Regions from separate parts of the Gossypium hirsutum genome. Here region 1 is linked to region 2. A link is a contact called in public Hi-C data. All regions are on one chromosome and are shown on one strand. Each heading gives the region's core, a stretch centred on a gene start, on an enhancer-like site or on the middle of the called end of the contact. The rest is flanking DNA. Distances are from core to core; before and after follow the strand shown.

Region 1 (3,316 bases), core at 675-3,174, 210 kb after region 2:
TGACATCGCGCTGATGTGGACGCGATTTCGCAGAAAAAGGACCATTCCGGTAAATAATTAAATAATGGGCCCATTTCAATAATTTTTGAAAAAAAAAACTTTTATTGGTAAATTGCCTGAATTTAGAGAACCAGGTTTTATTATTAAATCCAACCTCTGGCTTTGGGCACACTCTTCGCACCATTTTTGAATTTAAAATTCATTCTTCTCTATCTGTATCCGTTCTTCATAATTATAATCAATTTATCTTATAAATCAAAAATAAATATTAAAACCAAATTATTTTTAAAAGATTTAAAAACTCCATCCAAATTTTAAAATAAAATTCATTTTCAAACATACTCTAAAAAAATACATTATCTATAGATAATTGAGTTTTTTTCTCCATATTAATATTTCAACTTATCATTTTCTCAATTAATATTCTAATGTCTTGATGTGATATTTTAATATTGTGTTACATCATTTAAAAATTATAATTTAAAAAAAACTAAATGATAACACATTATAATTTCAAAATGTCATGTATAAAAAATACTAAATCGAGAGATTAATATGATTTTTTTAATTTAAATTAAAAAATTATCTAATCATATATATATACACACATAGCAATATGAGGTTACAAAAAGAAAATACATAGTGATTTTCACATTACAATTTTTTTTAACACATAGTATTCTCCATTTGAAACACTTATTTACAAATTGGATAAACTATTTTTTTATTCCTTTGTCTTTTAATCTTTTAAGTTATTCATGCATTTTATTTAAATTTTTTGTTTCTAATTTTTTATATGTTAAATATAAAGTTGATTTTAAATAAATTATCACTTTATTTTAAGATTTTACTTAATTGAATTAATTTTAAGTTTTATAATATTAAATTTAATGAATGTTAAATTGTTAACCTTAAAATATAGTTTTAAAAAATACATATTAATAAAATTTATCAAATAAAATTTATATTTTTCAAATATAATAAGAGTTAATTACAAATTAAAGTAGAGCAAACATAAATACAAAATTATAGTTTTAACAATTTTAACATTAAAATAAATTAATTTATCCATATACATAAAATGAATAACTTGTAAGAAATTATTAATAATATTATTTAAATTATAATATATTAATATTAATATTCAAGATGAATTTTTATATTATTTAATATTAAATATTTTAAAATTAAATAACATTAATATAACTAATTCTAAATTAGACCTTATTTGATAGATTATTGAAAAAAATTAAATCAATTGAAATTTAATATTTTATGATGTATGATAATTCAAAATAAAATCTGATAGAATTTTTACATAAAAAAGTGTGATAAATAATAAGTAAATAAGAACTATTTAAAACTTAATGGAGAATATTTTCAATTAATTCTATTTTATTTTATTTATTTTAATATTATATTATTATGTAACAATTTTACTTTAAAATTTGATTTTTGTTTAGAATAAAGTGAAATGTTTAAAAATTAAGGCTAAAACGTAAAATTTTATTTTTTATAATTTAAAAAATATATTTATTAAATAATTTAATTATATTCCATAATTAATTTTAAGTAATATTTCAAAAAAATTTATAGTTTAAATTTAGTATTTAAATTTTCAATACTTAAATTTTCAATTTATCAAATAATACTTTAAAAACTTTAAACAAAAATTAATATTATAAAAATTTATAAATTTAATATTAGATATCGTATCACACGAGTTTGTGTATAAAAATTAAAAATATATAAATACACAGTTAATAGAAATATATAATTGATAGAAATAATAAAATGTATATAATTAAAATAAAAATATATAAATATGTCAAAATAGAGTTTTAGTTGGATGAAAATTAAAATTTTCAATTTTTACTAATTTAGACACTAAATAATGTCTTTTTCCGGTTAAACAAACTAACAATGCTACGTGGATCACCCGATCCTACAAAGCTTCTCTCCTGCTCCCGGTATGATTTCCGCTTGGTTTGGTTGTTTTGGCCATCGTGGGTCTTCTTCTCTCCCTTCTTCTTTCACACCCTTTCTATTCTGATTTTCCCACGCAATAAACAAACCTCCCGATTCAGATCCGTCCTAAAAGGTTCCCCCTCTCCCAAACCCTAATTTATCATCTTTTCTCACTCGCACTTCCACTGCATAAACTGCTTCATAATACATGCTGGTTCTTTCTTTTTTTGGTCATCTTTAATAACAGGTTTCACAATTGGAAAGTACATATAATAGCTATTGAACACCTTTTTTTTCCCCGGTATATCTTCTTTCCCTCTTTCCCTCTTTCCATCTTTGACTATTTATTTTTATATATATGTGCCTGTGTATTTAGTTTTAAGTAAATGAATTGGAGGGATAAAATTAAATGAAACGGTTGAAACGCCTTTTTAATCGGTACTGAATGATTGATTCTTTTGATTGAAGAAACGGATCCCGAGTTTGGTTCGGGGCATCACGTTTGCCGCATTTGATTTATTTTTCGCAATATTAATTCAAGTTTCAGCATGGATTTAGTTGAATTTATTTATTCATTACTGGTTCTAGTTTCCATGTTTGTTTAAATCAGCTTTCTGCTTCGTTTTCTTTTCTCAGTTTGAGATCAAGGACCTGTGGAGTAAATAACTACGTAGACGAAGATGTTTGGTACAACTAATCGTGAGACTTTCTCTTACCTTTCACTCTTTCCCGTTGAAATCATATTCTGATTTTACATGTTGAGCTGTTGTTTCGATGAATGCATAATTTCTTCCGTTCCTTTTTAAAAGTAATAGCTCGTGCTTTTAACTTTTATAAAGCCATTGTGAAATTCAGGAGTTTGATTGGTTTTCAGATTGAAGATTAGCTTAATTATGCAAGAAGCATTTACATGTTGCATCCGTGATATGCACAGATCATTGTTATCTTCTTATTCTTCTTCCTTCATTGTTGCCTTTTTTTTTTTATTTATTTATAAAATACTACTGCACTTCATCACACCAAAAGTGTTTACCAGTATGTTGTTGGTGTTCTGTTCCTTGGTAACTGTTACCGGTCAATATTCATTCTCTGTTATTTGCTATATATATATGTGTATATATATATACCTTTAACCTGCTTTACACTTCATCGGTTTTTAGAATAAATTTGTTATTACTTATGAATCTTTTTGGACAATTAAGTTAACTGTCAGAAACTCTTTAAACAGCTTTTGGGCAATCATCAAGTAGCCCATTTGCATCCCAATCTGTTTTTGGGCAGACCAGTGCAAGTAGCAATCCATTTGCACCTAAACCTTCCTTCGGTAGTCCAAACCCTTTTGGTTCCC
Region 2 (2,987 bases), core at 90-2,589:
GTAGAACGATCGCAAAGCAAAAAGAAAGAAAAAATAAGAACACACAGATTTTATGTGGAAACGCTTTCAGGGAAAAACCACAGGCAGAGGAAAAAAAATTCACTAATGTTGAAATAAGAATGATATAAGAGGAGTTTGGTCTATTTCTATTTATAGGTTGAAAAACTTTATTCTAATCGATGTCAAATAGAAGGAGAGAGGTTCTATACGGGTTCTACTTGCACAATTAATATCAAATAGAAGAAGTGTACTTCTCGACGAATTCCGCTTATGCACCTTGTACCGTATCGCGAGGGTCGGGTCGCCCTCACAGATCTCCTTATTTTATCACTGTATTTTATTTCTTTAACATGAACTTAAGTCACAAACTTTAACATGTATAATTGATGAAAAAGATTACCGTTTCGAACCTAACATGGATTAAATTACTATAATTAAAAAATATATATTTACAAATTAAGTCATTTATGCTACTTCTATTAAAAAAATTGAGTCGTGTACACCGAAGTAAACACAAAATCCAAGCCAAACTTGAGTTGATTTGACATTAAATGAACATAATTTGTTTCAACAGCTGGCCATAATATACCAAGTCCAAGTAGGCATGGAGAACAAAACGGAATTTGAACGGGATATTAAAATAAAATTAAGTAACAACTATCCACGTTTACTTCCAACATGTTATGCGTGAATTTTGAGAACTTTCCAATGAGCTACATTTTCCTTTGTAAAAATAAATAATAACATGATCTAAATTACCATAGCAATGACGTTGTTGTGGGAAAACTTTTCCCATGGTGAAAAACTAAAGAGGAAGCAAAAGAGAAAAGAGAAAGTGAAGCGAATAGGCACGCTTCCCTTGCTTTTCCCTTAACATTCCATATTCCATGCGTCTTGTAAAGTAGATTTTATTATCTGCCTATTCTCATCCAAAATATCAATCATTTCACGGCTCTAATTAACTCAATCCTCTCCTCCATGGAATGATGGGTGGAATTTGATTACTTAATGAATTTTATTTAATGATTTAATCTTTTGTGTAGACAGAGCATTAACAATGACAGTGCAAAAGGGTGGCAGCTGATCCCATAAAACCACTGCAACTATAGTGAAATATAGAGATGGAGTTTGACAGCAACAACTCATTGGGTCCACAACAGCCGTAAAGACTAAAGGGACAACTCCAATATATTCTTATATATTTTTATGCATAGGGCTAGTAAATGTGTATATATATTTACAGAACATAAGCAAAAGGGAAGAGGTGGGGCTAACTGCAGGTTTCTGACATACCTGGGGATGTCATAGGGGCTCAGTGTTTTTTTCTCTTTCTTTTGTCCTTCACTTGGCTCTCCCTCAATTAATGCCGGCTACCCAGAAAGCTAAGGGATCACTTCCTTTGTATATGTGTATGTCTATTCCACCTGCTATCTTCCTTTTCTTGTGTCTTTTCCTTTTACAACTTTACTTTGTCTTCACTCTTCACTCACCCTCCTCCTGCAATTTTTTTTCCCCTTTTGCCATGTGACTGGCAAATGGCAATAGCATCTTCTAACTTGTTCTTGTTCTTCTTCTTGTAATGCAATAATGATGAGATGGGGATGGACCATTTTTTTTTGTTCTTGTGAGAGGAAAAGAGAGAAACTGCTTGCACTGGGGGTATTCGGTTGTGTGTTGGCACAGTGAGTTAGGGGTCCCCTACTTGGATGAGTAGTTACTTTTTAGCCTTGGTTTTGGTTTTTTGCATGGGCTGTCCTTGTACTTCCCAACTGGGTATTCAAAACCTTAGCTTTTTGTGGTACCACTGTAGTAAATGAGAGATAAATGATCTTTCTTCACAGTAACCATTCTTTGTTTGTTTTTCAAGGTTTTTCCACATGAAGCTTTTTTATTTTAAATACGTTTGTCAGACGATATAAGACAAAAATAATGAGTGTGGGCTATGTGCAAATGGATAGGTGTATACATCCCCATGAAGCTACGAGCTTAATGGGCTGATACGAATATAAAAAAGTGAACTTGCAGGGCTTCAAGTGATTAGGGGGTTTGTTCTCAATAACCCTGTTCGTTATGGAACAGAAGGCTTAAAACCCACCACCCCAAACATTTTCTTTGATGCATTGGGTTAGGTTGCTGGACCGCAGCCTTATTTTCTCAAGGCCCTCAAATTTTATAGAAAAAGTCATTTTAGCCCTCTATTTATTTTTTCGTTTTTTTAATTCTAAATTGTTTTATCAAATCACTCTAAAATAAATAAAAAAATTAACGTATTTTAATTTTATTGGCGTGAAATACACGTGGATGACATGTCAGTATTTAATTAATTTATTTATGATTTTTATACTTTTTAAATAATTTTATTGATTTTTAATTTTTAAAAAATAATTTTTTGAATTTTTAAAATTTTAATTAAATGTTGATATGACATACATGTGGATTGCCACATGTATGTCACATCAACAAAGTTAAAAAAAGTTAACATTTTCATCCATTTTGAGGTGATTTGATAAAAACACAAATTTAAAGGCTAAAAAAGATAAAAGAAAAACTTAATTAAGAACTAAAATGACTTTTTCTATAAAGTTGGAGGACTAAAGAAGTCATTATTCCTTCTCTCTTATAATTATAGCCAGTTTGATATTAGTTGAATATTGTGATGCTTCAATTGATGCCTATGGCTAGTTTCAAAGATGAACAAGGCTGGTTTGGATTTGTCGACTTCGGGGATGTTTTTGGAGGATGCACAATTTTTCAAGAAATATTTCGTTAGTGCCTGCCAACCTAAGTGGTAACCAAGTGATTCACTGCTTAGTTTCGGAATTGATTGCAATGAATCCTTTTATTTTCAACTTATTATCCTACTAGAAACTTACGTCTCAATACAATGAAATTTAATAATCCTTCAACTCAAACATGAAATTGGTGGAGAATTATGATCAAGTAACACTCTATACTTCACCTAGAAGACGATCGAATGCATACTACCA

The links. Hi-C and Micro-C count contacts between places; a contact is called where the count stands out from the background.
Region 1: a contact with region 2 is called in a Hi-C map of leaf, with 5 times the contacts expected there. The contact joins the promoter of LOC107950120 here to the enhancer-like site in region 2. A contact is called at or near these places in 6 of 34 Hi-C or Micro-C datasets (hypocotyl and leaf).

Annotation. Positions count from the first base shown.
Region 1 is chrD03:36,241,910-36,245,225 of Gossypium_hirsutum_v2.1, forward strand. LOC107950120 (nuclear pore complex protein NUP98A) reads left to right here and starts at 1,925. Exons shown (of 14, transcript XM_016884882.2): 1 at 1,925-2,101; 2 at 2,216-2,269; 3 at 2,605-2,667; 4 at 3,197-3,316. The coding sequence starts at 2,649.
Region 2 is chrD03:36,031,857-36,034,843 of Gossypium_hirsutum_v2.1, forward strand. No RefSeq gene overlaps it. Among protein-coding and RNA genes, the nearest start is that of LOC121215467, 8.2 kb to the left of the region's middle. Within about 2 kb of position 1,340, at least 4 of the 9 cell types and tissues checked have an H3K27ac peak or open chromatin away from gene starts, as enhancers often do. A contact at or near this core is called in hypocotyl and leaf, where this site is marked.